Linked DNA regions of Sus scrofa: regions 1 and 3 are each linked to region 2. Evidence: chromatin contacts called from public HiChIP or PLAC-seq data. All regions are on one chromosome and are shown on one strand. Each heading gives the region's core, a stretch centred on a gene start, on an enhancer-like site or on the middle of the called end of the contact. The rest is flanking DNA. Distances are from core to core; before and after follow the strand shown.

The links. HiChIP or PLAC-seq counts read pairs in DNA pulled down with a chosen protein or histone mark.
Region 1: a contact with region 2 is called in an H3K27ac HiChIP or PLAC-seq map of alveolar macrophages. The contact joins the promoter of MED28 here to the promoter of LCORL in region 2. A contact is called at or near these places in 1 of 47 Hi-C or Micro-C datasets (embryonic fibroblasts) and 1 of 2 datasets of contacts at active chromatin or transcription factors (alveolar macrophages).
Region 3: a contact with region 2 is called in an H3K27ac HiChIP or PLAC-seq map of skeletal muscle, with 3 times the contacts expected there. The contact joins the promoter of LAP3 here to the promoter of LCORL in region 2. A contact is called at or near these places in 1 of 5 promoter capture datasets (liver), 4 of 47 Hi-C or Micro-C datasets (embryonic fibroblasts, heart right ventricle, mesenteric adipose tissue and 1 more) and 2 of 2 datasets of contacts at active chromatin or transcription factors (alveolar macrophages and skeletal muscle).

What each region holds. Positions count from the first base shown.
Region 1 is chr8:12,622,857-12,625,556 of Sscrofa11.1, forward strand. It overlaps MED28 (mediator complex subunit 28), which reads left to right and starts at 1,269. Exons shown (of 4, transcript NM_001243569.1): 1 at 1,269-1,436. The coding sequence starts at 1,278.
Region 2 is chr8:12,967,703-12,970,402 of Sscrofa11.1, forward strand. LCORL (ligand dependent nuclear receptor corepressor like) reads right to left here and starts at 1,433. Exons shown (of 7, transcript NM_001195345.1): 1 at 1,277-1,433. The coding sequence starts at 1,433.
Region 3 is chr8:12,588,959-12,591,658 of Sscrofa11.1, forward strand. LAP3 (cytosol aminopeptidase) reads left to right here and starts at 1,377. Exons shown (of 13, transcript XM_003356870.5): 1 at 1,377-1,647. The coding sequence starts at 1,546.

The DNA.
Region 1 (2,700 bases), core at 19-2,518, 350 kb before region 2:
ACTAAATTTCTCCCACTAACCGTTCCTCGCTTACAGAAATGGGAACAAATTGACTATGGAACTGGAGATTAACCATACTTAAAATAAGAGAACGCTGGTCAGACCATCCCATGACCAATTTCAAGATCTGTCAGAGCTGATTCTACTGTTTCTGCATATAGCCCTGATAGGTACCTATAAAAGCTCTTGCCCATTGACTGTCAGCTGGGGTGAGGGGGCAGTGGGCCTTTGGACAGGAGTCTCTGCCCGCTCACCTAAGTTGCTGGAATCCAGAATACAGCAAACATTCCACCAAATTTACTTTTTTTTTCCCCACTATATAATGACTTTTATTTTTTCCTGTTGTAGCGGGTTTACAGTGTTGTCAATTTTCTACTGTATAGCATGGTGACCCAGTTATACATACATGTATACATTCTTTTTTTCTCATATTACCATGCTCCATCATAAGTGACCAGACATATAGTTCCCAGTGCTACACAGCAGGATCTCATTGCTAATCCATTCCAACTTTGCCTTTTTATTGGCTTTAGAGTGGCAAACAGCCTGACCCTACTTTCAGTAACTGTAAGTGTAAAATTAAATACGGTGAAAAAATTTTTGGCTTCTAAAGAGAGAAATAAGCAAGTGTTACAAAATTATCATACTTTCTCTTTGACATAACCACGAATATCTCAAGTGAACATGCCAGGCGTATGCATAGTAGGGACCCTCAACAAGCTTGGTCATTTTTTGCACAAGTCTCTCCCCAGAGAGAATTTAGGGGAAATTTTTTTCATGTTCATTCCCCCTATATCCACCATGACTGGATTAGTAGTTGGTAAATAGTAAGCTCCCAATAAATGTTTGTGTGGTGAATAAGCACCTTCCTTCTACCAACCGGTAAACTGAGCCCAGAGAAAGCGCTAGGTCCAAATCATTTCAAGGGTTAAGGGCAAAGGCAGGATGGTTAAACGAATATCATGAAGCCAGGCAGGGCTCGCTCAGCCTTAGTTATTGACTCTCCTCTTCATACAACCTTGTCAAAACCCTATCAAATCCTTCAATTCTCATGTTATAAAAAATAAAATAAAATAAAATAAAATAAAAAACCAGTAAAGTCAAGCGGCCTCCAGTGCGGGCAAAGAGGGAACGAAAGTACCAACCTACCGGTTTCCCTGGCGCCCGATAGACGCCAACATCCACTCAGCGTGATCACGTGTGACCAGGCGTGTCACGTGACCCACGGATCCAGCTCCCGCGCAGGTGCAGTGAGTCTCTCACCCGCCATCTTAGAAATGGCGGCTCCGCTGGGTGGAATGTTCACGGGGCAGCCTCCCGGACCCCCGCCGCCGCCACCGGGGCTCCTGGGCCAGGCTTCGCTTCTTCAGGCCACACCAGGGATTCCAAGAACTTCTAACAGCACCTTAGTGGACGAGTTGGAGTCATCTTTCGAGGTAAAATGAGCCGTGGGCGTCTGTGTTCCCAGCCTTTCTTTTCTGAAACGTGTGCAGGTTATCTTTTTCAGCAATCCCTGCACCGGCTTACAAATGGGGCGGCAGGCTCAAAGAATCTAAACTGCTTGCTTTATTCTCCACGTTGAGTGATGGCCAGAATTTTCTGGTCGACTGGCGGAGATGAGTAAATTTGTCCTTTCTAGAGGCACGAGGACTTGAAGTTTGCCCGCCACCCCCACCGTGGGACCCTTCTAGGTTCCCAGTCGGTTGTTCTGCTCCTCAAGGTTGTTGCCTCAATTCAAGGTTGGTTCTATCCTTGAGTATCCTTTCCTGCGTCCCTGCGTGTTTGCTACGGGCTGATTCTCCACCGAGGGGAGCATTGCACCACTCTGTCCTGTATTCTTTCCATTGGGCTCCACCCTTAAACGGTCCTAAAGTAGTGGAATTCTTGGGGCTGAGATGGGAAGTTGTTATTAAGGGCCGAGGGAAGAGGAGTTAAAGATGAAGCTTTGGGAGAGAGGCAGAGGGTGATCCAAACTCTCACTCCCATTCAAGCATTAATCCTGTAGCAGAGAAAATGGGGACTGGTAGGAGGCACAGGTGAGCTTAAGAAATAAGTGCTTAAAAATCAGGTGGCTTCCAGTGGTCTCTGAAGTGGAAGATGAACCATTAGGGTGTGGAAATGAAGTAACTTGTAATTGGAGTTAACTTTTCTACTTTTTGACTTTCACACATAATAGCATAGGTAGTAGGTAAATAGAGTTCATAAATGAGTGTGTTATTGGGGTTGCATGGGCAGAATGCCTTTTTTAATGGGGCGTACATTCAGAAGTTTGAGATAATTGATTTAAAGGACAGAGAAATCTTTTTTTTCTGGGAGGAGGATGAGATGCCTTTGAGGTGGTGCTAAGCTGTAAAGGAGAGGGACAGGAAAGCCTTAGAGCAGCATCTAGGCTTGAGATGAAGTGGCGGTTATGAGACTTGCTGAAAGACTGGCCCTGTAGAAAGAAGTCTTGGCCAGAGCCTACCATCAACACCCTAGTGCTTAAAACTCTTCAGTGGCTGCCATGACTGTTGGGTTAAGACCAAGATGGGGAGTTCTTTTGTGGTTCAGTGGGTTAAGAACCCCACACAGTGCCTGTGAGGGTGCTGGTTAGATTCCTTCCTTACCCAGCAGGGTGAGAATTGCGAGTTGCCTCGGCTTGTATTGTGGCTCCATGTGCCAAGGCTGAGGCATAGGTCTGCAGCTGTAGCTCCAGGTCTG
Region 2 (2,700 bases), core at 183-2,682:
CAAGAACAGATGGAAAAGAGGTAAGAGAGTAATTTTGTCTTAGGGCGCTAAGATTACTCCTCAACTCTAAACGCCAAGATTTAATCGCCAGTCGAGCGAGCCACTATCCACTCATTAGACAATGCAACCTTCCTTCCTACCTCTGCTCCTACTCTCCTACCCATCAACCTCTTCCAAAACAAACACAACACACCCCATCCCATAACCCGCGTTATCCCCTCGGTGCCCACTCAACCAACCTGCTGGATAACAGTTCCACGCACACGACTCAGACAAAAAAGCGACGGGGGCAAGGTGGGGAGGTCCCGCCACCTCCCGCCACCCCCCAGCAACCCGCAGAATGACAGCCCCCAGGCCAGAAGTTTGAAGCAAAACGATTCCGACCCAACCAAAAGGGAAGACGGAATTGCAAGAGAACGGGAATGGGAGGTGGGGAGGGTTATGTGCGTGTCTGTGCGGGGAAGGGTCCATCACATGACAGTAAAAGAGGACCCGAGTCTTCGGGGCGTCCGCGAGGAGACCGGGGGGGGGGGTGCCGTCACCATGACAACACCCCCCTCTCTGACCAGACTTCCAAAGAGGGAGGAAGAACTTCAAATCCCAACCGTCAGCGCTCGAACGGCTCCTTCTTAAAGGGGTACACACCGCGCCGCCGCCGCCGCCGAGCGCGAGAGGGCAGAGTTGGGCGCCCCCGCCCTCGGGCGACGCCCCCACCGCCCCTCGCCCCCAGCGGGCCCACCCGCGGCCCCGCAACAGCCCGGGGGTCGCTCAGGTCCCCGTCCCCGGGAACTCGGCCGCGTCGGCCCGCCCAGCCCCCGGCGGCGAGAAGGGGGTGTGTGAGCGCCCGGCGGGGGCGCGGACCAGCCCGCCTTCCTCCCGCCGGCTCTACCCGCCGGCTCCTCTCCACCCGGGCGCCGACCCCGCCGGCCCGTTTCCTCCCTCCTGACAAGGTGGACGGCGAGCGGCGAGGGGAGCCGGGGAGTTTCGGGGAGAGCGCGAGCGAGCCGCTTCTTCGGGGGCTCGGAGAGCGGGTCCGAACTAACAGTTCCCGGGGAGCCCAAGCGCAGAGGAGGGGAAGGAGCGCGGAGTGCGCCGGGCGAGGAGCCCCCAGACAAAAGGCGAGCGCCGGAGCTGCCGCGCCGCCGCCGCTCCCATCTCGCTCCCCCATTGAACTGACCCGAACGGGAGATTCAAGTAAACCCCTCAGCCACAAACTCCTCGGGCTGCGGCAGCCGTCGCCGCGCGGAGCCGGGGCCCCGGCCCGTGTCTCTCTTACCTACACAGTGCATGAGGCGGTGGCGCCAAGAGTCGAGTTCCCGCCGGAATCCTCTCCTCTCCGCCGCGCACCGAGGGCTCCGGCACTGAGCGGCGGCGGCGGCGGCGGCAGCAGCGGCGGCGGCGGCAGCGGCCATTCTCTCTCTTCCCTTGTCCATCTGCGTCCCGCGTCACGCGCCCTCATTTACATACGAGCGGCGCAGGCACGAGGCAGGGGCGCGAGCCCTCAGCGCGAGCCCCGGAGCGCGCGCCCCCCGGAGGGGGGTTGATTGACACGTGTCACACTACCGTCCCTCTCCCATCCCCTCCCCCTCCCACCGCTCCCTCAGGGAGAGGCGGGGAGGGAGCTGAGGAGAAGGAAGCAACCTGCAGCTTCCGCTGACCCCGACTCCCCATCTCCTCCCCTCCCTCCCCTCCCCCCGGAGTTTACTCAAGCTAGCCATACTGCTCCCGCCGCCCGCGAAAACCCTGAGCGGGAGCGGGAGGCTCGGAGCCCGGCCAGGAACCGGCGCGCCAATGGAGCGGACTAGTCACGCCTCCCTTCTGCCTTCCCGACGCAACTCCGGACACCCGGAGACTTCACTTCCCAGACCCCTTTGCGCTGGGACCCCCGAAGTGGAGCTCGTCGCCACGGCGCGGTGCATGCCGGATTTTGTAGTCCATCAGGGATGGGTTCCTCTCCAGTCCAATTCGCACACTTGGGTTAGCATAGACTGCACAGCACTGCGCGGCTTGTGGGTTTAGCCTCTAATTTCCCGCGCCTAAGACTGTGCGCTGCCGGCGTCGTCGTGTCTGACCCAACCAACTTAACCTCCTTAGGCTCCGCAATAGAAAGGCGATGAAAGTGGCAAAAGTTGTCCGTCTCTTGAGGGTTTGAACAGCGCTTTGTGCTTTAAGTGCTGGAAACTTTTGGGGATCACAGTCATCCTGCCACAGCAGGGAAAAAGCAAGCCAGTGACTGGGCTGCATCCAAAATAATTGCCAGATATCCAGAGGGACATCCTGCAGTGACTTCAGTTTCCAGGGCGATGACTTCTTGGAAAGCGAGACTCTGTAAATATTGGGAGAAAGATGCGGGGCTTTTCACCGGAAATCGTTTATGAGGGTTTAAGTGTGGCTGAGTGAAAACTCCAAAAAGAGAAACTTATGCTCTGCAATAAGTAAACTCCTGGAGGGCAGCGACCCTTTGAGACATCTGTACCTTGATATCTTTCACCTGCTTCGCCCTAGTACAGAGCGTGGCAAGGGATTAGCACTTAACAAATGTTACGGAATGAATTATACGCTGCTCTAGAGAGAAAATATTTCTTCAAAGAGAGAGAGAAATCTTTTGGTTAGGTATAAACTCCAATGACATGTTTTACTTCAGCACCACGGTGATTGTGCGTGTATTTCTGTATATGCGCGGGGGGCCGAACTGAAGCT
Region 3 (2,700 bases), core at 127-2,626, 380 kb before region 2:
GCTCATGGCAATGCTGGATCCTTAACCCACTGAACAAGGCCAGGGATTGAACCCACAACCTCATGGTTCCTTGTTGGATTAGTTTCTGCTGTGCCACGATGGGAATTCTGAGGCCAGGGATACTTTAAATTCTGTTGTACCCCATACTTTCGAACAGAAAACATAGTAAACACTTTATATAAACTTAGGGGTTGTGGATGACAAAATCTTGCATTCCAAAGCAGTCAATCATAACCAACAAAGATTTGCTGTATAGCACAAGGAACTGTATTCAAAATTTTACGTGTGTGTGTGTGTTTGTGTGTGTGTGACTGGATTACTTTGCGGTACACCTGAAACACAACATTGTTAATCAACTTTGCATGAATTTTTAAAAAAAGAATGGACAGTCATATCTCTGTTGTGTCTAGCCCTTAGACAGTGAAATAGACATTCTCTCCAACCTCCCTCCCCAGACCAGGAAGGTACACACTTCAGTTGGTGGACCTCGTCCACCCCGCGCCCCGAGCTAAAAGCAAAGACCCAGCTAAAACCGGGATCAGACACTGGTGTAACATTTCATATCCTTCTTTGTGCTTCATTATGTTCTAGGAGTTCCATTCAACCGTGTTGTTGTTTTTACAATAAAAAATGTAAAACTCCTTTTACAAATACATTTTTAAACATTCAGCTCTACCGGCAAAGCTTCTCAATTCAAAAACAGTATTTGGGTTAACTGTCTTACAATGTTGAACCCCTGCACCAAATGGAAGTTCAAAAAAAGAGACAGTAGGAGTTCCCGTGGTGGCACAGTGGTTAAGGAATCTGACTAGGAACCATGAGGTTGCAGGTTCGATCCCTGGCCTTGCTCAGTGGGTTAAGGATCCGGCGTTGCCGTGAGCTGTGGTGTAGGTTGTAGACGCGGCTCGGATCCCGAGTTGCTGTGGCTCTGGCGTAGGCCGGTGGGTACAGCTCCGATTGGACCCTAGCCTGGGAACCTCCACATGCCGCGAGAGCGGCCCAAGAAATGGCAAAAACCAAAAAACCAACAAACAAAAAGAGACAGTAACAAAAATAACTCAGCGAGAGGGTCTTCCTTACTCAAACCTCTGCAATAAGTCTGCTTGCGACCTCCACCTCCCGGCAGCAGCGCCTCCACCCCCACCCCTCCAGGTGCCGCACAACCGCGACTCCGCCCCTCTCTAGTGCGCTCCTCCGAGAGCCCCGCCCCTTCGCCTCCGTCCGCAAGTGCAAGCGGCGGCGGCCGCCGAAGTTTCACAGCTTTCCCAGAACCGCCCTGTTCAGCGCCGCCGCCCGCCCCGCCCCCTGGGCACCCGCCCCGCCTCCCAAGCGCAAGAACGCTCCGCTGTGCTGGAGCCCGCCCTCCCCCTCACCGACGGAGAGCCAATCGCCCCGCCCCTGGCTCAAGCCTGGCACGCCCCCGGCACCTGCCCCGCCCCCGAGGCGCGCGCCCGCGGCCCCCGAAAGCGGGGCTCCTAGGAGCGCGCCCGCTCTCCATGCGCCACGTGCTCGTTGGAGGGCGGTGCGGGGGGCCGAGCCGAAAAGATGTTCTTGCTGCCTCTTCCGGCTGCTGCGCGAGTCGCCGTCCGACAGCTGAGCGTGAGGCGTTTCTGGGGACCCGGTCCAGACGCTGCAAACATGACGAAGGTGAGAGGCCGCGGTTCTCCCTCGGGACGCGGCGAGAGCCCTGCCGGCGGGCGACCGGGACTCCGGGGCGGGTCAAGGCCGCGGTGTCCGGTCTTCTGAGCCAAGTTGCAAACATTGGCTAAAAAGAAAAGTTCCCTGCCGTTTCCAGTTTCCAATCTCGGCTTTGGCAGCAGGCTGCGGAGGGCTGCCGATCCCTCCAGCATTCGCCAGTCGGCTTTGTAGCGAGGATGGGCTTGGAAGTGCTAGGACCAGAACTCTGCGCGGGAGGAAAATTTTAGCCGTAGCTACCGTTTCCCCTTATTTCATTATTTCGTTTAGTCTCAGTAACCCAGAGAAGGATGTTGCCAGGATCGTTCCCACCTTAGCTAGGAGGATGCTCAGGTTTGGTGAGGTGAAATGTTCTCTGGGGTTTCAGAGTCCCCGGGCTCCACACCAAGACCTCCCTCCCTCGCTGCAGTTGAAGGCTAGGAAAACACAGGTCCTTCGGGAGTAAACTGCCTGGAAGGTTTCTAGAGAAAAACAACGTCTCTTTAGAAAAAAGGAGAGACCCTTTATCTTGCTAAAATTAAAAGGAGAGTGCCCTAGGAGCTACCCGGTGACTTAATGGGTTAAGGACCCTGCTTTGTCACTGCTGCTGCGGAGGCTCCAGTCCGTGAGGGTCAGTTCTTGGCTAAGGAACTTCCGCATACCCCGGGCGCGCCAAAAAAAAAAAAAAAAAAAAAAGGAGAGATAGAGTGTCCTGCAGATTGCCTTCTCCACCTGAAATTGAGCTCCAGAGCACTGTGAAGAAGGTTACTCCCTGGCCTTGGGGGAGCTGAAAAATAGGAATGGCTGGGGGCATGGGGAGCACAGGCGTGGGAGTTAGGCTTGAGGACCAGAAGGGCTGTCCCTGGCAAGGAATGTTCTGGGTGGGACTTGAGTTCAGCCTCCCTGGAATCACAGATGGTGTCGGGACCAGATGCCTGTCCCCTGCTCTTTCTGAAACGGTGGGACTCCATCCTACTCAGGTAACATCTGTTTCCTATCTGCTTAGTTCCCAGCAGTGGAATCCCA